Regions from separate parts of the Ovis aries genome. Here regions 1 and 3 are each linked to region 2. Evidence: chromatin contacts called from public Hi-C data. All regions are on one chromosome and are shown on one strand. The core of a region is the stretch at or near the end of the contact, and the rest is flanking DNA. Distances in the headings are between cores, read along the strand shown. Region 1 holds the start of LRIG2 (leucine rich repeats and immunoglobulin like domains 2). Region 2 has its middle 50 kb from the start of SLC16A1. Region 3 has its middle 29 kb from the start of LRIG2.

Region 1 (4,236 bases), core at 582-3,081, 160 kb after region 2:
TGCAGCAGGCCACCATCAACCCACACCTCTGCTGGAGACTCCTGGACACTCATGGGCAAGTCTGGGTCAGTCTCTTGTGGGGGTCACTGCTCCTTTCTCCTGGGTCCTAGTGCACACAAGGTTCTGTTTGTGCCCTCCAAGAGTGCCCAGTGCCCAGTGCCCAGTCCTGTGTAAGCTCTGGTGGCTCTATGGTGGGGTTAATGGCAACCTCCTCCAAGAGGGCTTATGCCATACCCAGATCTGCTGCACCCAGAGCTCCTGCCCCTGCAGCAGTCCGCTGCTGACTGATACCTTTGTAGGAGACACACAAACATAGTTCTGGCTCAGTCTCTGTGGGTTATCTGGGTCCTGGTGTGCCCAAGGTTTGTTTGAACCCTCTGAGTGTCTCTGGTGGGTATGGGGTTTGATTCTAAACGCGATTTCATCCCTCCTACCATCTTGCTGGGGCTTCTCCTTTGCCCTTGGACGTGGGTTATCTCCTCAAATGTGGGGTATCTCCTCAATGTGAAAAGCCACCACCAAATGGAAGATATTAACTACTTGATGACCTAGAGCACATAGCCCCAGGCCTCCTGGAGTTGAAGGAGTGATAAAGTTAACCCCGGTGACACCACCCTGTTACCTCACTGTCAATCAGTCAGAGAACTGTGCCTGAGTTGATCACAAACTCTGTGACCCCTTCCCTCACTTGGCCATTGGTCAGTCAGTAAAGAATCTGCCTGCAGTATAGGAGACCTGGGTTCGATCCCTGGGTCGGGAAGATCCCCTGGAGAAGGAAATGGCTTCTCCAGTATCCTTGCCTGGAAAATGTCATGGACACAGGATCCTGGTGGGCTGCAGTCCATGGGGTCGCAAAGAGATGGGCACGACTGAGCGACTAACACTTACTTATTTACTAAAACCCTTCAGGAGCTGGGGGATTTTTTTATGTGCCTGAGCCACCAGTCTCTCTGCATGACTCTGCAATAAACCTTTCTCTTCTCCAAAGTCTCACATTTCAGGTTGTTTGGACTTACTGTGCCTTGGTCATATGAATTCACACTAACAAGGTGGCCAGACTTCACTGTTCCTGTTACGTTTTCCACAGCCTTTGCTTTAGAATAAAAAATTCCTCCACACCCAAGCCTTTTCTTTGTTGACAGTTCAACAGTCTCTATCTATACGTTCTGCTTGCTTCTGTGAAATTGAGTGTAAATACACAACAGCATTCTCCGAATCAGAGGAAAGAGGAGTATTTTCCTTAAATACATGCCTTGCAAGTGTGGCCCCATCAACATTTATTGAACTCCAAGACAGAACAGAAGCTGGAGGTACACAGATGAATAAATAGGTTGTCTGCTCTGACGAGCTTAAGAGTCCACCAAGCGATGGAGCTTCCTTTTAGGAGACTGGGAGTTGCCTTGCATTTGCAGCAGCCATAGACGAGCAGGACTTGCAGAGGAGGCCCAAGCTTGGCTCTGGAGCCCAGTGGGCTCATGAAAGCTCCCGCACCCCCTTAGTGTTTGCCACTCGGGAGGCGCCTCTTCTGCCATTCCCCTTACTTGATGCCCAGAGACGATTAAAGATCCTTTTCTAGTACCATAGTGGATACATCACAAATCAGGACTTCAGACTTCAGCGCTTCTGCCCTCACTCCCTCCTAAGGAGCCACTGCGCCCTCCAGCGGAGAAACGGCAGTGGAACTCCAGGGGCCGCCCCTAAACTCTGGACACCTTAAAGTCCTCCTTAAGGAGCCAGCTGTCTCCGACACCTCCCCTCGTGGAGTCCCGCCCCGACGCGCCTCGTCTTGTGGCACCGATTGGTTGGCTCCTGTGCGTGAAGACGTTGCGTCGTGGGGCGGGGCGAAGCAGCGTTGACCACAGGGCCTGTGTTCTGTGTCCTCGGCCGCCGCCCCCGCTACCGCGGTGTATCCGCCCCTTGCCTGCCTTTAGAGGGTACAGGCGACAGCCGTTTCTCTGGGTGGTCGCGCAGCCGCCAGACGTCTCCGCCGAGCTGCTTTTCCTGGCTGGCTGCTGTTCTCCGCTGGGTCCAGGCCGGGGGGGTGGGGAGTAGGGAAAAATGGCGCCGGCGCCCCAAGGCGTTCGGGAGGAGCCGCTGCTGGAGTGTGGGTCGAGATTGCTTTCCCGGCTGCTCTTCCTCGCTCAGGCAGTGGTGCTGCTGCTGCCAGCCGCCCGTGCAGGCCTCTGCCCCGTGCCCTGTTCCTGCCGCATCCCGGTGCTGGACTGCAGTCGCAGGAAACTACCAGCGCCCAGCTGGAGGGCGCTGTCCACCTCGCTGCCCCCCGATGCCGTCAGCCTGTGAGTAGAGTTGCTGGGCGGGGACCAAAGGAAAGCGGGGAGAGTGGGTGGGTGCTCCAGCTCCCAGAGGGGCAGGAGAGAGATGCCTGGCCTGGGGGTGCGGCCAGGAGCCTAAGTTTTGGGAAATGCCATTGCGGTGTTGTGAACTTTTGGGGAGGATGGTGGGAGCCTGAAATCCTGCTGTTAAGGTTCTGGAGACTTGTATGAAAACCACAGTTAAAATTCTTGGGACCAGGGAGTATGTGATTCCTGGGCTGGGAGGAGTTGGGGCGGGGATGTTGTTAAGGGTTCACTGGTTCTGGGCACCGGCATTGGCTCTGAATGGTTGGGGCTTCTCGGCCACTTTGGGCTGCATCATCCAATGCATCAGCTTGAATGATCCCCAGGTATGTGGTTTTATATCCTTATCGTAAAGACTTATCTACTCTTTTTTTGGCTGCCGTTCACGTTTTGGCAGGTTTTGTGCTGTTTTTGATATTTAACTGGGTTAAAACTTACTGTGTTACTACATCCAGTACTACCTTGAACAAGCATTTTTATAAATAGCATTTTTGTTCTACTTTAAGAGTCATTGTAAAGAAGAAGGCTTATCCTTGACAGAATTAAGTGATGTGCATTTCCTTGTGGCAAATAACCTAAAAATCAGTACTGTTTATGTATAAGAAGCAAGTACAATGGTTGGATGAATTCTTCTGGAGACCACTGCTGAGTGCTGATCTTGACAGGCCTGTGTTAGACAGTGGCACCTGGAGAGTTCATTAGTCTGAGTCAGCCTGATGGCATTAGGAACAACAGTAGATATTAAATGCTGCAATTATGGAGCTTCTTAACCACTAACATACAGTTATTTTCCTGCCACTAACTGAACAATGTATTTATTAATTGACAGACTTGTAATAGAGTCATCTCTGAAAAAAGTCCTGTCACACACATGAAAAATAGCTTGAGGTGTGACTAAGAATAGCTCGAGGGGCTGCTGGTTGTTTGACAGAAAACAACAAAATTCTCTAAACAATTATCTTTTAATTAAAAAAAATAAAGAAATGGAATACAAACAGAATGTCTCTCTTTGCAGTGGTTAAAGCATTTATACATTTGTAAATAGGTTATGTTAGGAAAGAAAGCTACCTCGTAAATTCCTTGAGGAAATTAATTTTGACAACCAAATGTTGTCATAGATCTGCAGTGTAATACGGTGTTTTCTGTTGTTTTATGATAGTGACACCTTTAACTAATTCTGATTCTGTTGACACAGATGAAAGGTAAAAATTTATATCAGTGTGCAACATAGTCTGAATTAAGCCTAACATAATATCTTAGTAATGCAACAAGTACCTTTTCCTAAGAAATTCTTGAAACAGCTATCTGATTATGACAAACTAAATCTGGTGCAGGTTTAAAAACAACACAACTTCATTTAGCTGTAATTGAAATAAATGTGGCCTACTTTTCAAGCTCATCCATTGGTAGATAAACAATAATTAGAAATAGTTTCATGTTGGATACATTTATTTTGTGTCAAAGCTTGATTTTTGTGTAATGAAGACAAATTGCCCAAAGCCAAATAAAATTCAAAAATTTTAAGTGTCCTCTAGTGAAATTGACATTTTCAGTTGAAGTGAAATGCCTTGGAGAGCAATTTTCTTGAAGAAATGTAACTGGATGGAAGTCTTAAATTAGCAAAAGAACTCTTAGAATATTAAAAGATGGGATTGTGCTGTTAAAACTGAGTAACATTTTTTTAAAAATCAGTTGCTTTCAGCTGTGAAACCACCAGTGCACGTGGGTTTATGTATTTTTGAATATTTCAAACACATGCAGTGCTTTAAATTATTAATGATTCAAACTCAAATGCTCTAACTTGTAGCCATCAGAAAGTTGGTAGACAAAATTCATTAATCCTGGTTCTAAAATGTGTATCTGTCCCCAGTTACAGGCT
Region 2 (4,378 bases), core at 370-2,869:
TTAACCCTATTATGTTTTATAGATAGTATTTTCTTATCTTATGGATGTATCATGTTTCGTATCTTATGTATCTTTCTTATCGTATGTCTTTTAAAATGCATTGTTGTTCAATCAGTCATGTCCAACTCTTTGCGAGCCCACAGACTGCAGCATGCCCGGCTGCCCTGTCCTTCACTATCACCCAGAGTTTGCTCAGACTCATGTCTCTTAAGTCGATGATGCCATTCAACCATCTCACCCTCTGTCGTGCCCCTTCTCCTCCTGCCCTCAATCTTTCCCAGCATCAGGGTCTTTTCCATTGAGTCAGCTGTTCGCATCAGGTGGCCAAAGTATTGGAGCTTCAGCTTCAGCATCAGTCCTTCCAATGAATATTCAGGGTTGATTTCCTTTTGGATTGACTGGTCTGATCTCCTTGCTGTCCAAGGGTCTTCTCCAGCACTACAGTTTGAAGGCATCAATTCTTCAGCAGTCTGCCTTCTTTATGGTCCAGCTCTCACACCCGTACATGACTACTGGAGAAACCATAGCTTTGACTGTATAGACCTGTCGACTAAAAAAAGATGTACAACTTGGGAGTTGTGAGTTAAGTTTTATTTGGGGCAGAATGAGGATTGCAGGCTGCGAGGCAGCACCTCAGATAGCTCTGAGAGACTGCTCCAAAGCGGCAGTGGGGGAAGGTCAACATATAAGGTTTTGGTGAAGAGGGAGTTCAATACCATTAAGCATTTATTTTATAAAAAGTTTGTTGCTATTCACGAGGACCTGATGTCACCATGAAGGGTTTTAGTGCTTTTCTAGATATGAGGACATGCAAGGATTGGGATCATAAGATCTGTTCCTGAAACATCCATCTGAAGATCTGTGCCACCAGACTCCCTTGAGCACAGAGTGCCTTACTCCACCCTGAACTCCCTCAGTGGGTGCTCAAGGTCAACAGTTTTGCAGGGTTTCGTCTCCGCAGAGGCAGACGGCGAATGCCCTTGTTGTTCAGTCATCGGCAGCCATCTGCGCAAGTGCCAATCTGTAGTTGACAGACCTTTGTCAGCAAAGTGATGTCTCTGCTTTTTTTAAACCTGTCTAGGTTTTAACAGCTGTCTTGGAGACCCCGGTTTGATTCCTGGGTCAGGAAGGTCCGCTGGAGGAGGGATAGACTACTCACTCCAGGATTCTTGGACTTCCTTTGGGACTCAGTGAAGAATCCGCCTGCAAGGTGAGAGACTGGAGTTTGATCCCTAGGTTGGGAAGATCCCCTGGAGAAGGGAAAAGCTACCTACTCCGCTATTCTGGCCTGGAGAATTCCATGGACTGTGTAGTCCATGGGGTCACAAAGAGTCGGACACAACTGAGCAACTTTCACTTCACTTCTAGGTTTTAAAATGCGTAGAATTTTGAATTTGAAAATATAAATGAGAAAACATTCAGAGGTAAAAGGAGGGAATGTAGCTTGGAGGCAGGCCAGTTGGAATAGTGGACGTGGGCAGTGCAGAGCCCTGACATCTGTGGGACAGCCCGGGAGGGGCTCCCGGAGGAGGGCAGTTGGGGTGCAGGAGGAGGGCAGCCCGGGACCCTGGCGGTGGGGCTGCAGGTCTGCCCTTGCCCACACGAGGGCGCCCCACGCTGCTACATCTAAGCGGCGGTGGCGGCCGGGCGTGCCAGGATGGGCTGGGGACAGGAAAGGAGAGTAGCCCGGGAGAGGCCTTCTGAGGAAAGTAGGGTGGAGGAGCGCATCCTGTCCACCTACAGACTGGCCCCTCAGGTTTCTTGTGTGGTCAAACCTTGAAGACAGTCGGTGTGAGATTCGAATGGAAACAGAGCCGGCTTTCAGGCTGGGAGGAAATCATGGGAGTCTCCATCAAGGCTGCCTGTGGGGGGCGGGGTGGGCGTTTGCTGTTTATTGAGGGGTGTGTGGTATGCATGTGCTGCTTGGGAGTGACTATCTAGGTTAGAGGGTGTGGGTGTGTGTTTTCCCCAGGAATATAGTGGAGAGTGGGAGCAGGGCGCGGAGAGGGGCTGTTCCTGCTTCCCTAGGCTCTGAGGCTGGCACAAACAGGAAGAGGAACCTGCAGCAAGATCCAGCTGCTGAGGACTCAGAACTCTTCCCCCTCAGGAGCCCCGGGTGTGAAAGAGGAGGGAGGAGCCTGACTGCTGGCCTGTGGAGGACACCTCCCTCAGTCTGGCCCAGCAGGACTGGGGCCTTCCTCGTGGGTCTGCAGACACCCCCTCCCCCACCAAGCCTTCTAGTGGTGTGGCTCAGCACCCAACGCTGGCATGCCACATTGCTGCCAGACCTGGATCCTGCCTCTTCCTGCTGCTCAGGGACTTGGTGTTACTAACTTGTGCCCCAGGGCAATAGCCCAGCAGAGGTCTGTGACCTGAGAAACCCTGCTGACCTCACTTTAGGCCAGAACATTTTTTTTCTCCTAAAACCAGTGGCAGGGAGCCCAGGTTTGAGGAGGGTATGAAGAGTGGGAGAATAGGCCATCTCAAATACGCCTCCAGGGCAGAAGGATTATTTTGAGCTGATTATTTTCAGCAACTACAGACAAAGGAAGCTTCTGAAAAACAGTAGAAATGACTCTTTTGAGAGAGATGTGCATTTATAAAAGAAATCTCCATTTGCGAGGGTGTCTCCCCCAGTGGGTGGAGAAGTTGACTATAAATCACAGAATTATAAAAATCTGTGGAAAGGGCGTTTACTTAAATCTACATAACAATCCTTCCCCTTGTTTACTCTGCTTTTCCTGGTAATCTCCCAGAACTGGCTTCCTCCCTGACCCCCTCTCACCTTTGCTTCCTCTGTTTTTGGCGGAAGGTAGTGTTTAAACTGCTAGCTTAGGCCCCTTGGGAGAGTTAATTTTTTTCTCCTGGGTATCTCCCTGGTGTACAAGTATATGTGAATAAACTTCGGTTTCTTTCTTATTTATCTTTTTGTTTACAGAGGTCTCAGTTGAGAGCTCAGAAGAGTTGAGGAAAGTTATTTTTCCTCCCCTATGGGGGATGGGGGTGAAGGGGGTTGGGGGCACAGCTAGGGGGACCTGGAGGCTCCTCCCCATCCCACCAGTCACAGCTACTGCGTGTAAAAGTGCTCTGTGGGCTGTATCCTAGAGCCTCAGCCCAGAATTTGAGAGCATTATAGTGGAAATTAAGCCCAGGGTGGGAGCCTCTGGCCAGTAAGCTGAGGCCCCAGGCAGTGTCCCAGAGCAGAGGAGAAAGTCCTGCAACTTCTCAGTCAAAGGAAGAGGAGGGATAGGAAGTCACAGGTGTCCTCTGGATGAGCAGGACTTTGAGGTGCCAGGAGACACCCTATGGGGGAGGGAGAACAAGAGCGAGGCTCCAGACGTCTCCCCAGGGGCCTGGCCCTGGCTCTGTACACCTCATCTTTCTAGGCGCCTCATTTCTAGGTCCAGCCAAACAACCATGAGTAAGATGTGAGAGAACAGCATCCTTCTGGGATGGGACTACCCTGGGGAGTAGCAGAAACCTGGCTGGTTCAGGGAGCAAGGCTTAATGACCATGTAGTCATTAAGAAGGCATTAGTGGGCTTCCTTGGTGGCCCAGTGGTAAAGAATCTGCCTGCTAGTGTAGGGGACATGGACCCGATCCCTGGGCTGGGAAGACACCACCTGCCACGGGACGGCTGAGCCCAGGCACCACAGTGACTAAGCCCTTGCTCTAGAGCCCAGGAGGACAAACAGAGAAGGCGCTGCAATCAGAAGCCTGCAAACTGCTAGAGAGCAGCACCCACTTGCTGAAACCGGAGAAGTCCCAGCATAGCGTCAAGACCCAGCACAGCCATAAATAAATAAATCTTAAAAAAAAAAAAAAAGGCATTAGCATCAGTCCTGGGTTGGTTGAAATTTCACTCAGCCACCTAGTAGCCATGTGAACTTAAATGAGCAGATTACTTCGTTTCAGTTCCATCATCTGCAAAATGGGGACAATAATCACATTGCAGAATTATTAAGATTTAGAAATTAGGAGTGTGGAATGCTGAATCAATAGTAAATGCTGTTACTATTGAAACTGCTGCTGCTGCTGCTGCTGCTGAGTCACTTCAGTAGTGTCCGACTCTGTGCGACCCCATAGACAGCAGCCCACCAGGCTCCACCGTCCCTGGGATTCTCCAGGCGAGAACACCGGAGTGGGTTGCCATTTCCTTCTCCAATGCATGAAAGTGAAAAGCGAAAGTGAAGTCACTGAGTCGCATCCAACTCTCAGCGACCCCATGGACTGCAGCCCACCAGGCTCCTCCGTCCATGGGATTTTCCAGGCAAGAGTACTGGAGTGAGGTGCCATTGCCTTCTCCTATTGAAACTGACCTCCCGCCAAAAAAAAAAAAAAAAGAGTTCTTCTGCTGAGTTTATGCTTAATCTCTCTA
Region 3 (4,316 bases), core at 1,781-4,280, 140 kb after region 2:
AAGATTGGTCTGGCCCCGCCCTGGAAGAGTATTGGAATGGTGCTGAGTCACAGCCCTTCTAGGTTCCCACTCTGAAAATGTCTATAGCCTAGAGCCAGAATCCTCAAATGTTTTTGCTCCTGCATCTTTCTGAAGGAGGTTTGAACAACTGTATCTCTTCGTACATTTTTTTCTTTCTCAGTCACTCAGTTGAGCCTGACTTTTGTGACTCAACCGACTGTAGCCCGCCAGTCTCCTCTGTCCATGGGATTTTCCAGACAAGAATACTGGAGTGGGTTGCCATTTCATTTTCCAGGGCATCTTCCCACCCCAGGGAACAAACCTGAGTCTCCTGCTTGGCAGGCAGATTCTTTACTACTGAGCCACCAGGGAAGCCCTCTTTATATACATTTTAAACTTGACATCTAACATTTGTCACTGTAAGCTTAAAGAGTTATAAGAGTTGTGACTTGAGGGCTTAGTTGCAATGTGGCATGTGGAATCTTCCCCAACCAGGGATCAAACCTGTGTGGGAGGCAGAGTTCTATCCACTGCACCATCAGAGAAGTCCTGAACTCATATTTTGATCCCTCTTTCACGTAATTTTTTTTTCCTTAAAAAAAGTGTGATTATATATGCCCACATAGCAATGAAGACCAAGCAGAAAAATAAATGAAATTAATTTTTTAAATGTATTATTTATTTATTTGTTTGCACCGGGTCTCAGTTGCAGACTGTGGATCTTTTAGTTGTCAAACTTGGGCCCCTTGCATCATAGGACCACCGGGGAAGTCCCAACCTTGTCTTAATATAATTTGGTAACAAAATATTTTATTAATTCTCTGTTATACATACTTTTCTGTCAGAAAAAACACATCAATTGACATTCATTTAAAAATATTTCCAATGACAGAAGCTTCTAATTAAAAAAAAAATAGTACTGTTACTAGTAGTAGCATTTATCAAAACAACAGATATTACAAATCTTTATAATTAGTCAGCATTATTTCACTTCTTAAGAAGTGAAATGTCAGCATTATTTCACTTCTTAAGAAGTGATATTTTATTAGGAATTTGTCTCTTCGGGAGATGGAAAAAATGGGGAGGTGTTTATGGTTCCTTGGATTAAAATAATTGTGGGATTGTCCCTTTGAAGTCCCAGAGGATTTTATACCCGAGAGCAATGAATGCATCATTTAACAGGATTAGGGAAGAGGGAGAGGGAATTTTTTCCCCTGTAAAATGGCAAGAGGGCAGTTGCGAAAGAGATAGGGAAAGAAAACGAGGGTGGCAGATGCCCTCTGAGGCACGCCAACTTTATGGAAGAACATGAATGAACACAGTGGGCCTGGGAATTGAGTCCTTCAAAACTATCCGTGGTCCTATACCCTTCTTAGAGGATTACCATGCTGGAACCCCTAGCAGCCCTTCGGGTCTCTATTTTAATTGACCCCCTCATGAGCCCAGGGGAAGAAACTGGGTCATGGTAGCACTAACCAAGCAAGGCTCTTTGTTCCCTACTCCGAGGAAATGGCAGCCCACTCCAGTGTTCTCGCCTGGAGAACCCCAGGGACAGGGGAGCTTGGTGGGCTGCCGTCTGTGGGGTCGCACAGAGTCGCACAAGACCGACGCGAGTCAGCAGCCGCCGCCGCCAGGGTCTTTAAACAACATGACCTCTCCTTCGTGATCTTCCTGAGTCATTCTGGAGTCACTGGGAGTGGCTTTCTTGTGCTCACAAACCGATCTTCTGGGCTCTTTTGTGGTTTCTGCCCGTTTGCTAATCTGCTATAGCCTGGCACAGTCAGCTGCTAGCCCTTTAGCTGCCAGAGCCAAGTAAAGGGTCACGCAAAGAAGCTGAGCATCAGTCCTCTAGACCCATCGATCTCTGGCTCGCACCGTGGCCTCCCGAGGGAAGATCGGCCCCAACCCCAACCAGTGTCTTCCCGGGCAGAGAGAAGGTCTTGGCGGGGAAAGTACTTCCTGCTGACAGTTATTAACAGGAGTTTGTGAAACTAATCTTCCCATTTGGTCTCCCTTTTGGTTCCGGAGTGGTGATAAATGCCCAAAGTGGGCTGAAATACCAGGTGCTCTGAAAGAGGACCCTCATCCCAGCCTGCCTTTTATATTTCAGCATTTCCCATCCCAAGCGATGGCTCTTACCCTTGACCTTTTGTCTCCTTGGTGAACTCATACTGACCCTTCCCATCTCAGTGCAATCTCTCTGTTTTAGGATGACTTCCCTTTCCTCGGATGGCTTCAAGGTTGTTTTTTTGTTTTGTTTTTGCTATCTCTCTGCTCATTTTGGTACATTTGCTCTTACATATTACATTTCTTTCTCTCCAATTAGCCTATTTGCTCCTTAAGGACTAGGACTGGGTTTGCTAGACTTTTCTCTGTCTTGTTATCTTTTGGTGCAGAAACAGAAGCCAGTGGCTCTCCTTAAGACACTCTAAGTGTCTTTGAGTGCTCAGCTATCTGGAGAATAACCAGCTTATTCCACAAACTTCTGTAACTATAGAGAAGTTTGAAGGATGCTGAAGGTAGGGGTCAGAGGCCTCTGGGCCACAAGCTGTTGAACACAGCCGTGGTAGATACAGCATGCAGACAGAATCTCCATTCCCTGCCTACTGTGAAGCAAGGGCCTGTGGGGTTCTCCTGCTTTGGGGGATGAGATAAACAGTTAATGGAGAACCAGCCTATTATTTGAACTCATCCCCCTCCAAACAATGCTCTGCTTGATAAAGTCTCTGATCCTTTTCCAAGGGGAGGCAAGGGCAGGAGGCTGAGCGATAAGATCTTCTGGCCTGGATTTGGAAGGATCTGGACTGTTCTAGGGGAATTCACCTTATCAGGATTTTATTCAAAAAAGCCCCTGACTCAGATCTGTAGAGTCTATTTACTGCATTTGGTGTACAACAGTGCTACTCAAGATGTGATCTACCACTAGCAGCATGAAAATATCTTGGGAGTGTGAAGAGTGTAAATTTTGGGCCCCTCTCCAGACCTACTAATCAGAATTCCTGGGTGAGGCCCAGGAAGCCGCGCTTTAACAAGCTCTCCAGATGATTTTTCTGTATACTGAAATTTAGCAAGTACTTGTATTGGATACACACACACATTCCTTCTCTGGCTGTCTTTCTCTCTCTCTCTCTCTCTCTCTCTCTCTCTCTCTCTCTCTCTCACACACACACACACACACACACACACACACAGAGCTGCCTATAGCTGCTAATGCCACTTGGTCATTTCCCTGTGGTTTCCCTCATCAGGGCCCTGGGATTTGTTTTTCTCCACTGTGGACCTTGTTCATTTCCTGCTGCTTCCCAGAGGTTGGGAGAGGAAAGCGAGGGAGCCTGAAGGCAGGAGGGAGGGGGAAGGGGTTAGCTGAGGCAGTGAGCTTTCACGAATGAAAAGGAAAATGCTTGGTGACAATGTTCCTTTGTGAAGAGGTAGCTTTATGTTGATGGAGCTGCAAGTCATTAGCGATCTGGGTGCGCGCAGAGAGGCGGGAGCTGACCCGGTCATTCTCCAGGGACAGATCGCCCTCTGCTGCCAACGGATAAATAATACTCTGGCACTCTGGGGCAGCCAAGGAAAAGAGAGAGTCCCTGGGGCTGGGGTGGGAGAGAGGACGTGACTAAGGCCAAGAGGTCACAAAGTCACCACTTCAGGCAGTAGATGAATCTTGTTCCAATCTTGTTTGCAGGAAGGACGAAGAAGCCAATTCAGTGCGTGTTTCTAGGACCCATTCAACAAATAGCCGAGTTCTGCCAAGATCTCTGCCGGCTCCCATGATTCCAAGCTCTCAGCTTGACTTGGCTCAGTGGACACTCATTCCCCATTACCTCACCTTGAAAGGAAAAGAAGGGGTGTTTAAAATAGGAAGAGGGATTACAAAAGAAGTTTTTGTTTTTTTTTTCCCCCAGTGAGGGCATCTAGGGGGAGTCAGTCAAGCCTCAGATTTTTTTTGAAAAATCTCATTTTCTCAGAATCTCTCATTTCCTTTTGTCTCCACAAAAGCATTATGTCTCTCCATCTTCTCTTACGAGTGAACACTTACCCTGCAAATGTGGAATCAGCCCTTCTTTATTGCCCCATTTTATTGCTGTCGGGAATTATGGGTCATGTGGGTCACTGGTGAAGAGAGCAAAGATTTGTTCCCAGAATAAAAGCTCAGGCACAGCAGTTGCTCCTGCCAAGCACGGGCAGTGACCCGTTTCCTCCAGGTTCTTGTTTTTGCCACTTCCCAGCTGTGACTGGAGCTGGGTACCAGTAGACCGTCACCCCTGTATCCCCAAGTCTTGGAACTTCAATAGACTGTAGGACTCCTGCTGGGG

The links. A called contact is a pair of places that touch in the nucleus more often than the background predicts.
Region 1: a Hi-C map of tail adipose tissue shows a contact between it and region 2, with 2.7 times the contacts expected there. The contact joins the promoter of LRIG2 here to the enhancer-like site in region 2. A contact is called at or near these places in 4 of 16 Hi-C or Micro-C datasets (blood, mixed tissues, muscle and 1 more).
Region 3: a contact with region 2 is called in a Hi-C map of liver, with 7 times the contacts expected there. The contact joins two enhancer-like sites. A contact is called at or near these places in 10 of 16 Hi-C or Micro-C datasets (blood, hypothalamus, liver and 5 more).

What each region holds. Positions count from the first base shown.
Region 1 is chr1:90,463,325-90,467,560 of ARS-UI_Ramb_v3.0, forward strand. It overlaps LRIG2 (leucine rich repeats and immunoglobulin like domains 2), which reads left to right and starts at 1,832. Exons shown (of 17, transcript XM_060412804.1): 1 at 1,832-2,297. The coding sequence starts at 2,059.
Region 2 is chr1:90,300,667-90,305,044 of ARS-UI_Ramb_v3.0, forward strand. No RefSeq gene overlaps it. Among named protein-coding and RNA genes, the nearest start is that of SLC16A1, 50 kb to the right of the region's middle. Within about 2 kb of position 1,620, at least 38 of the 54 cell types and tissues checked have an H3K27ac peak or open chromatin away from gene starts, as enhancers often do. A contact at or near this core is called in hypothalamus, liver and tail adipose tissue, where this site is marked.
Region 3 is chr1:90,434,396-90,438,711 of ARS-UI_Ramb_v3.0, forward strand. No RefSeq gene overlaps it. Among named protein-coding and RNA genes, the nearest start is that of LRIG2, 29 kb to the right of the region's middle. Within about 2 kb of position 3,031, at least 30 of the 54 cell types and tissues checked have an H3K27ac peak or open chromatin away from gene starts, as enhancers often do. A contact at or near this core is called in hypothalamus and liver, where this site is marked.